Regions from separate parts of the Mus musculus genome. Here all the other regions are linked to region 3. A link is a contact called in public HiChIP or PLAC-seq and promoter capture Hi-C data. All regions are on one chromosome and are shown on one strand. Each heading gives the region's core, a stretch centred on a gene start, on an enhancer-like site or on the middle of the called end of the contact. The rest is flanking DNA. Distances are from core to core; before and after follow the strand shown.

Region 1 (3,252 bases), core at 337-2,836, 280 kb before region 3:
ATCCATGGTCCACCACAGGCTGGAGCCCATGGCAGCCCTGCTCTGTCAGAAGACGGCAACAGCAAGTAAGTTCTTGGCCTTTGGAAGCTGTCCTTGATGCGGGGCTAAGAAGAAGAGTGGTCTGAGGACAGACAGGATCCCTTGGTCCTGAGTCACCCAGCACAGCCATCTCTATCGTTGTAGGAGTGTGAGACCATCTCAAGGTTGGCAGGATCTGAGGGGTTATCACACTGTTGACAGAAAAGGAGGCTCAGACACATGGTCTCACTGACTCAAAGTCACAGAGCATTGAGAGGCTAAGCCGGGTAATCCAAGCCTTCCAAGTTAGCCAAGGCCCCCCGTCTGCCGTGCTGCTGAGTTGGTGCTGCGCAGTCACCCTGACCCGTGGCTGTGCTAACAGCTTTTACACCTGAGGTTAACAACTATGATTTAAGAGGTGGTTTGTCTTAATTTTCAGGAGTCAGCTTCCAAGCAGGTACTAATGCATCAGCCTGGGAAGTTTGTCTTTTAGAAAATATTTATAGCATTTCATGACAGTTTGGTGACAATTGGTTGCAACAGCTGCTCTTTTCCTCACTTTCTATCACAGCACCAACCCAGAGCAGCAAACACACACAGACACACATAGACATACACACACACGGAGACACAGACAGACAGACAGATACACACACACACACACACACACACAGACACACACAAACACAATCACACAGACATACCCATACACACAGACACAGACACACACACACAGTGACACACAGACACACACACAGACACACACACAGAGACACACACACAAGTCTTTCACACACACAGACTCACACAGACACAAACACACAGACACACACAGACACACACACAGACACACAGTCTTTCACACAGACACAGACACACACAGACACAAACACACAGACACACACACACACAGACACAGACACACACACACACCCTTTGCATAAGACACAGACAGACACAGATACATAGACAGTCCTCAAAGCTACCACTAGGATCACTGGGACTCAGAGCCTCTTCGTTAGTTTTGGAACCCCTAGGATAATGGCTCTCAAAGAAACCTCAACAGTAAAGGATCCAAGCCCTCAACCCCAAAATGTAGATTCTAGTTTCAGGGTAGGATTGGAGAAATACAGCTGGAGCTGAGCTAACCTGGTATTCGCTGACGGCTTGCAGAAGTTTATAGACCTCCATAATGGCCACAGCAAGACATCACCATCAACCAGGCAAAGCCTGTACAGGGACTTTTGCAAGAAATGGCTATCAGAGCCCTCTCTGCTTTATCCCATACTAACAGGCTTCCTTGGGCTCTGCCAGACCCAGCCTACTGGCCCTGACTTACTCACAAAATGACCTTTCTAGTACTAAAGCTCTGAGAATCTTCCACTGCATTCTGGAGTCTCAGGTAGAAACTCAGTGGCTTAGGAAGCCATGTCCAAGATGCTGGCCAGCACACAACACAGGGAAACCAAGTCTGTCATGAAAAGCCCCACACCCCAGTGGGCACAGCAGAGGCAGCTGCTATGTCACAATCAGAAGTTCTCAGCTGAGAACAGGGAGTAGCAGTGATACCCAGGGCCCAGGGCCAGGAGAAAGGGTACATTGTTCCATGCCTGTGGCACGCACCTTCTGCGCATGCCAACTTTACTCTCCCAGGTAGGGTTCCTAACCCTCTGTACCAAGGCTGCAGACTCCACCCACTGCACACAGCTCCACCCAGCACAGGCAAGCTACAGGTCAAGCTTTGGAGAGCCACGGTTCCAGATGAACAGAAACGAAGCCCAGGTCAGTCCCACCCACACTGCCCCAGGAGGTTGGCAGAGTGCCCCAGGGTTTGATCTGTAAAGCCTCTCTCTGCTTGGATGTCAACAGACATGGCCAACTAGTGATCTGCTATGACACCGCCCTTTCACTCTCTGCTTTCCCTTATCCAGTTTCCCCTCTTTCTCCACCATTTCTACTGGATCATCTGATGTCCACCCCTCAGGTGCCCAGGCCCAAGATCCATAGGTAGGACCTGGAAACCAATCAACTGTCCTTGGCTCTGAGGCTGCCCCCAGACAAGTTACTTAGCACCTGACAGACCCTCATATCATGTGCTCACAAGCCCACCGTTCCTTCCACCAGTATAACCTGTCCTGTTTGTCACCTCCCCCCTGTGTACGTCTGGTCTCTGCTCACCCACCTCATCTTATAAACTCTCCCTGCCCCAGGGCCTTTGCACTTGTCTTTCCTTCTCAAATTCCATGCCCACACTGTGACCAGCTCCACTGTTTCCCAAGAGGTTCTTCCCTGTGGTAGCCTTATCTACACACACACAGTCCCTTCTGCAACAACAGTCAATGTCATTCCTATACTGCACACTGCAAAAGCTAACTGTTTCTGTATGTATTTATTCTGCCCTCCATGGTCCCACCCCATCTCTGCCCAAGAACAACAGCCCTTGAAGCTAGGCTCCTAGTCAGGCTGGTCTCTGTGGTCATGTCCAGTGGCTGGCACAAAATGGGAGAGCTCGGGATTTGCTGAAGGAAAAGTTGAAGAAACATTTGAGAGGTTTCCTACTCCCTAGATGACGATGCTAAGGACTGGGAACAGCCTCCCCTTTCTGAGAGTCTATGAGGCAGAGGCAGAACCCCGGCTTCCTGAGGCCCAGTCAGACCAGAGGGGTACTCAGCACCACAGAAAAAACACAGAACATAGATGGCTCCCACATCTCCCTTGAGACTTGACTGCCACTTTGCCTACTACATCCTGTCCTTGAAGCCAAGCTGGCCTCCACATGGGCCTGACTGCATTCTGGCCATCCTTCCGAGGACCCCTGCCTGAGCCAGCCCAGTTTCCTTCCTCCTCATGCCCAGCAACTCCCAGCCCTGCCTTGAGATGGCGGGGAGAGTCAGGGCCAGGAGAGGCCTGTTGTCCTGGGGTGAAGCAGGATGAGGTGGCCAAGCCAAATTCAGGTCACATTGCTACACTCACAGCCCTGTGAGGGCTAAAAATAGCCATGTTTATGCTTGCAGAGCTGAGAGGCTGCTTCTCAGTCAGCGGGCTCAGGGACTTTACTGCCATCCCAGGAGACCTGGTCCAAGCCAGGCTTTGGCCAGGCCTTCCTGGGTCGGTCGCTGCCTCTGTTTTTTGGTAGGGTGAAGACAAGCTGAGAAGGCACAGGACCCTGCATGTGTGTTTAGAGGGAAGTGTGTTTGAGGGATAGAGGAGTTGGCCAGATCTTAGTCCGACCAG
Region 2 (2,994 bases), core at 159-2,658, 490 kb before region 3:
TGGTCATAATCTAAGTCCTAACTCCATGCCAAGCCCACCAGCCTTGCCGGGCTCACTTTCCACGTAAGCCTTACCTGCAGTCTTTGGCACGACATCTGCCTTTAACTATGGTGAAGGAAAAGGAACAGAAAAGGATGGTCAGTCCAGAAGCAGGTGCAAAAAAGATCCCCCTCACCATTCACACCCAGAGGCCAGGGCATCATGACAAAGAAGAACAGGGCCATTCCCTTCCATGACCACCAACCCTCCTCGGAACTGCCAAAGCCACTATCGTTTCTGCCAGCTGCTTCCTGAACCCAACCAAAGCTTGCTTGAGACAGCCTTAGTTTCTTATCCGAAGAAACTAGTGCCATCCTGGCCCACTTCCGGGACAGAAATGTCAGCTGGAGGCCCTCGGCATGAGTCCCTGGACCAAGAGTAAGTATCACATTAGAATTAGCTGACCTTCCTCAGTGCTGGGGGAAACTGAGGCTCACAGAAGGGAAGGAGGGGACCGTCATCCAAGCCTGCCTCATGCCTCTCAACTTCTCTTAAGAATCCCTCTTCACCAAACAGAGTTGGGGAGGTACTCCTCATTTTCCAAACGAGGAAAATGAGGCATAATAAAAAATGCCAGCTCCCCTCCCCCAGTAGATCGGCAGTCTAACTGGTACCTTTGTTCAAAGCAGAACAGCCTAAAGGCTCCTGGGATGGCCTCCTGATAACCTTGGTGTCTGTTTCCTACTTTTCTTTTTAAGGGTCAAATCTCAGGGAATGGAGAGGGCTTGGGCAGCCAGAACCTTCTCACTTGCATTCCCTGTGTCTCCTCTTAGGCAACCAGGCCTTGGGGGCGGATCCGGAGTGCGCTCAGGCCACCACGTGAGCACCTGGCAACACCTGGACCTCAGCTACCCACCCCAGAGCTCTGGGTCCAACCTCGGACGCAGAGGGTCTAGGAAGCCCAACGTCGGTCCAGGCCGGTCAGTGGGCTGTCACTCAGTACGATCTGACCTTGACCTTTTCCTCCACACCCCCCAGGGTTTTGAAAAGCCCCGAACGGACCAAGCTGATGCCGCCTCTTCTGAGAGAGGGAAACTGAGGCTCAAGGTCACCTGATGTGCCAGGCACAGTACAGGGCCCGGGAAGTCCAGGTTTTCCAAATGTCCAAGCCTCACCTCCAGCACCACGCGGCCGAGCGGCTGTCCATCGGCGCCCACGTCCAAGTACACGAGCGGGTTCCCGGAGGAAGAGTTCGCGCCGCGGGCTCCGCCGTCGCTGCAGGTACGGGTCGCGGAGAGGAGCAGCGGCGCGGAGCGCGGGCCGGAGAGCAGACCGAGCAGGCGGGGGCCGCAACGCAGCGCTAGCATCGCTGTCGCGGGTCGGGCGAGGGCGCGCGGAAGAACTCAGAGCAGACACAGGCAAGGTCGTACGACCCAGGAAGCGATACCTAGGCCGCGCGCCGCCGCCTTTATTGGTCGGCTGGCTTCGAGACCACGCCCCCCTCCACGCCTCCGCCGCGCCCCCTCGGAACCTGTTCGCTAGCGTCCCCTGCCGGTTGCCGCTGGCAGCGTAATCGGCTCGTGCGTTGTGCCCCGCCCTCCATCCCTACACACTGAGCCGGAAGTCCTTTGAAAGTGCTTCTAGATCAAGAGAAAGGTTGATCCTGAGATTCAGAAAGACGTGGGGGGGTGTAGGTGGGGGAATCTGAGGTGGCTCAGAAAGGGAGAGATAACAGAAAGAACAGAGAAGCAGAGATACAGTCTAAGACACCCACAAGGTGACCTCAGGCTGCCGGCTCCAGGGCTGAGTTTGTCTCCTTTTGCTTCTAGAGACCAGATCCTCCGCCAGGACTGAAAATACAGTTTGCCGAACCAATAGTGCATCTGCCAGGCCTCAGTCCCAGCCCACTCTGACAGCCCTTGTCTGTTCCCACCACCTCCAGCCAGGCCAGCAGAGTGCGGGGCTAGATTTACACCCCCTGGAATGCCCCCTAGATTTACATTCACCTGGAATAAACTTCCTTGCCAACTGCACCACACCTGCAGGTAACTTCCTAAGCAACCATTCTCTAGGGATGCCAGGAAGTTGGCAGTGTGTGATATAAAAGGAAAGGAGCCTGCAGAAGAGCCACAGGCAGGACTTTAAACCCTGGTGCACTGGGCACAGCACCAGCCTGGGAATCAAATGAATGCCAGCCAGCGAGAGCATGTGAGCCAACACAGTTAGGAAACTGAGGCTCAGAAAGAGAAAAAGGCTCTAACTAGGGCTAGAAAACCCTGGTTCCCTACTGCTGGATTCAGCCAGTCCTGCAACCAAGGAAGCGATGAGAAATTACCCTGCTTTCTACTCATACCTGTTCTGAGGATAAACAAACAAGAGAGAGAAGCATTTGTTAACTGTTAAATGCTGTTCTGTGTTCAACAGCGATGGGCATAGCCTAGACTGTGTGCTCAGAGCATAGCGGGGAATCTCCAGTGCAAGGTCCCAAGGTCCTGAGAGGCGGGAGCAGGAAAGGAGCTGAGAGCCTTAGGAGCCGGGGAGCCTGGCCTGTCCCACCCAAGATTCAGTTGGGGGGTGTGTGTGTGTGGAGAAGCCATGCTGGTCCAAGTAGTCTATGAAATCAGGGCATGCTCCCCGCCTCACACATGGCAGCCTGAACCCTCTTGTGATGGTCCACAGCTCTCTGCTTTGTGCTACTGGCCTTGATGGGTTGTATACCAGTCCCTAGTCTAGGGTGGGTCTCACCCAACCCCACATAGGGCCCCGTCTTTTCTTGTCAGTGTGTATCAAAGGGAGCTGCCTGCAAGGGGAACTCACTTGCCCTCCGCTCTGCCTGAGCCATTGGCACATTTTCTAAAATCTATGCAACAGCAGTGCACACTTAGACTGGAAGGGAGTGGAGAGGAACCACCACACATGCCCTGCTAGGAAGCATCCACAAGTCCCAGGCTTTCTGTAGCCCATCGACTCCTGTAGGTCTTGACTCCTATTGGTCTAACATACCTCAAATTGGAG
Region 3 (2,895 bases), core at 1-2,500:
GAGGGGGCGCGTGCCATCCCAGCCCTCTCTAAGCTTGCCATCTATGTCTACCTGGCTTCCTGACCTGAGGCCTCAGAGAACTGAGTTTTGTGCCTGGGAGGGCAGCGGTGATAAGTTATCCAGGAGAACCCAGCTATGTGAACATGAGGAGGTTCTAGCTGTTGAGATGGCTTGGTTTCCTCATCCACGACAGAATGCTGGGACCCAAGTCATCCCCATGCACTAGGGCTGGCACTGCTTGCCACTCAATCTGCCTCAGAGGTCATTGCTGTTTGTCACCATTTCTATGGTGGCTCTGAAGGGGGTGACTATGTCTGCAGTATAATGGGACAACAGTGCTCTACTATGCTGTTCAGTCTCAGGGCCAGCTTTGGAGCCCACACACACATCTTCACGGCCTGGGCTCTGTCTACAGGCCTCATGCCTTCCCATAACCTGAAAGGGCTCCTGAGCTGCAAGGCCATCGCCATCATTGGGTAATGCTGGCAAATGCAGTGGCACCCAGGAACACCAGGGTTACTTTGGGACAATCCTTGGAGGGTAAAGCTTGGGTAGCCAGTCCTCTTCAGTACTCTGATGGCACTTGACAAGGTTAGGGTGCAGTTATCTGTCACCTTCCTCAGACTCTGCCCGAGCTCTCACAGATGCCAGACTAGTGCTAAATGCTAGGCACTAGTGTTTGGTGCTGGGTGCTGGGTACTGAATACTGGGTATTTAGACAGAGTAGATGCTCTGTGCCCACAGACACAGACCTAGGGACAATTGAGAAAGGCAAACAAAAGGGAGTGAAACAAAACAAGCTTTTAGATTCCCTACATACAGACGGTGAGGTAATCCCTTCTCTTTAGCCATGTGAAGCAAGGATGGATGTTTGTTGCATGAAGAAGGACTTATTCCGTTGGCACATATCTTAGCTTCAGTTTCCACTCGCCTCGCCCTGTGTGTGTGTGTGTGTGTGTGTGTGTGTGTGTGTGTGTGTGTGTGTGTGTGTGTGTGTGTGTGCTGCCTCCCTGGCTGGCCAGGGCCAGCCCATAGCCACTGCTGCTGCTTGACAGCTGGATGTCACTTCCCCCAAAGAACACATCATTTGCCCAGTTGTCTGGGGGCAGCTGTGCACACAGCCTGACTGCTGTGTGACCTTTGGCTACTTCACTTCCTGCTTTGGATTCCATGAGCTGTCTCTCAAGCCTCCAAGCCTGGACAGTCCCTGGTGCAAGAACCCAGAGGTCAGAGAAGGTAGAGAGATCTCCCTGTTTCTCATGTCACCCCTGGCTCAGGTGCCAACCAGGCATCCCACACTCGGGCAGCCAGGTAACCAAGGTCGGAAGGACACAAGTTAAACATTGACTCTGAACACTATCAAACACCCTGGTTTCCATCCCCCCTGGTCATCCCCACAGGGATAATAAAAATCACACAACCAAAGCAAGGTTCAGAGGAGCCTTTTCTGAACTGGACTGACCCCAATTAGCTGAGTGACCTTGGGTACTTTCCTGTCCACGTGACTTAGCTGGCTCCCCCTTGGTGTGAGCCTGGAGTTCAAAGAAACAAGTGTACGGAGGACCGGTGTCACAGGGCTCTGTTCCTTGGTGGACTTGAAGTCTGGATGGGTGGTCCAGGTCCAGGCTTCCTCATGACCTCTGACCTCCCCACCTGTTATCTTTGATCTGACTTGTAATGCAATGCGCTCTGTCTTCCCTTCCTGGGCATTGACACAGCCATACAGCTCTGCTCCTGGAAACCCAACAGATCTATCTCCTCTGAGAACCTAGATGCCTCCTAGGGAAGAGAGCCTTTGGGCCTCCTTCTTTTTGGCTCTGGTCTCTGACCAGAGGCAACTGCCAATGTCTTTCATAGTGCCTTGAGCAGCCAACAGGCACAGGACCATAAAAGCCTGAAATTCCACCTAGTTGTGTGCTTCCTCAGGGCAGGGCTGTATGGAGAAGGGCTCCCATTGCTAGCCAAGAGGCAGGCTTCAGGGGACACAGGTAGAATCCTACAAAGACCGCCAATCCCAAAAGACCTCTGTGTGGTGAGTCTGTGGTCATGTGGTAACCTGACTCCAGAAAAGCTGAACCCCACCACAGTAAGAAGGAAGAGGGGTTCCCCATGCTGTGCTTCATCCAGATGCAAGGGCACACAAGAGTGCCTCTGTGGAGAGTGACTCTGACCTGGTCGTGCCTCAGTAAGTGCTCCCGTCATTAAGACCAGGTGGACGTCACACCCAGCACCGTGGCCTCTGTGCCTTTCCTAGCAGGGCCTCTGTGTCCTTCCCAGCAGCTTCATGTGCATCTGCCCTTGGTTTGTTTTTGTTTCTGACCTGACTGTCTGCCTAGGCTTCCCTGAGGCCCAGGGAGGGGAAAGCCAGTAGATATCTGCTTTTCTGGCTGCCCTCAGGAACCTGTGAAGCAACTTGAGTAAATTACTTTCACCCCTGTCAAGTCTCCCATCCTGCCAGCCTCGGGGTGAGGGGCAGAGTGAGGAGCACTAGCTCTGATAAAGTGAGGAAAACAAGCTGGGGGGGAGCACGCTTACTGCAGATGCCCCTTCTCTTTCCTCTGGTTGGGGCTGGGATGCGGGTCTGTCATGGAGGGCTGGCTAGAAAGTCCCAGTGCCACTTGGCTGGATTTAGCATAGCATCCTTCCCTGTTCTGCTTCTTTAAGAGAAACCGGAGGCTAACATTTATTGGCTGCTACGGTCATGCTGCATGTGTGGCTTTGGTGTTTACAGGCCTGGAGAGAGTGGTGCAGAGGAGGTGCGTTGGAGTATGGGTAGAGAATACTGCCATTCATGGTGGTGACTGGGGTAGGACTTGGTGTGTAGCCCAGGGGACTAAGAGGCTTGTGCTTATAAAAGCCCAGTGCCAGGATAGAGGTCCTTCTATGTGGGTTATA

Evidence for each region. Promoter capture Hi-C pulls out the DNA fragments that hold promoters and counts their contacts. HiChIP or PLAC-seq counts read pairs in DNA pulled down with a chosen protein or histone mark.
Region 1: a contact with region 3 is called in an H3K27ac HiChIP or PLAC-seq map of hepatocytes, with 4 times the contacts expected there. The contact joins two enhancer-like sites. A contact is called at or near these places in 2 of 484 Hi-C or Micro-C datasets (both in liver), 4 of 115 datasets of contacts at active chromatin or transcription factors (hepatocytes, kidney and liver) and 2 of 9 other capture datasets (adipose tissue and pancreatic islet).
Region 2: a promoter capture Hi-C map of liver shows a contact between it and region 3, with 2.2 times the contacts expected there. The contact joins the promoter of Ppif here to the enhancer-like site in region 3. A contact is called at or near these places in 4 of 39 promoter capture datasets (cranial neural crest, hematopoietic stem and progenitor cells, liver and 1 more) and 1 of 115 datasets of contacts at active chromatin or transcription factors (bone marrow-derived macrophages).

Annotation. Positions count from the first base shown.
Region 1 is chr14:25,487,980-25,491,231 of GRCm38.p6, reverse strand. All of the region lies in intron 1 of Zmiz1 (zinc finger, MIZ-type containing 1), which reads right to left. Among named protein-coding and RNA genes, the nearest start is that of Zmiz1, 30 kb to the right of the region's middle. Within about 2 kb of position 1,586, at least 136 of the 459 cell types and tissues checked have an H3K27ac peak or open chromatin away from gene starts, as enhancers often do. A contact at or near this core is called in hepatocytes, kidney, liver and 1 more, where this site is marked.
Region 2 is chr14:25,692,584-25,695,577 of GRCm38.p6, reverse strand. Ppif (peptidylprolyl isomerase F (cyclophilin F)) reads right to left here and starts at 1,408. Exons shown (of 6, transcript NM_134084.1): 1 at 1,155-1,408; 2 at 75-105. The coding sequence starts at 1,346.
Region 3 is chr14:25,206,931-25,209,825 of GRCm38.p6, reverse strand. Gm32379 (a long non-coding RNA gene) reads left to right here. Exons shown (of 5, transcript XR_383275.2): 3 at 1-2,756. Among named protein-coding and RNA genes, the nearest start is that of Gm32379, 3.3 kb to the left of the region's middle. Within about 2 kb of position 1,250, at least 45 of the 459 cell types and tissues checked have an H3K27ac peak or open chromatin away from gene starts, as enhancers often do. A contact at or near this core is called in hepatocytes, kidney, liver and 1 more, where this site is marked.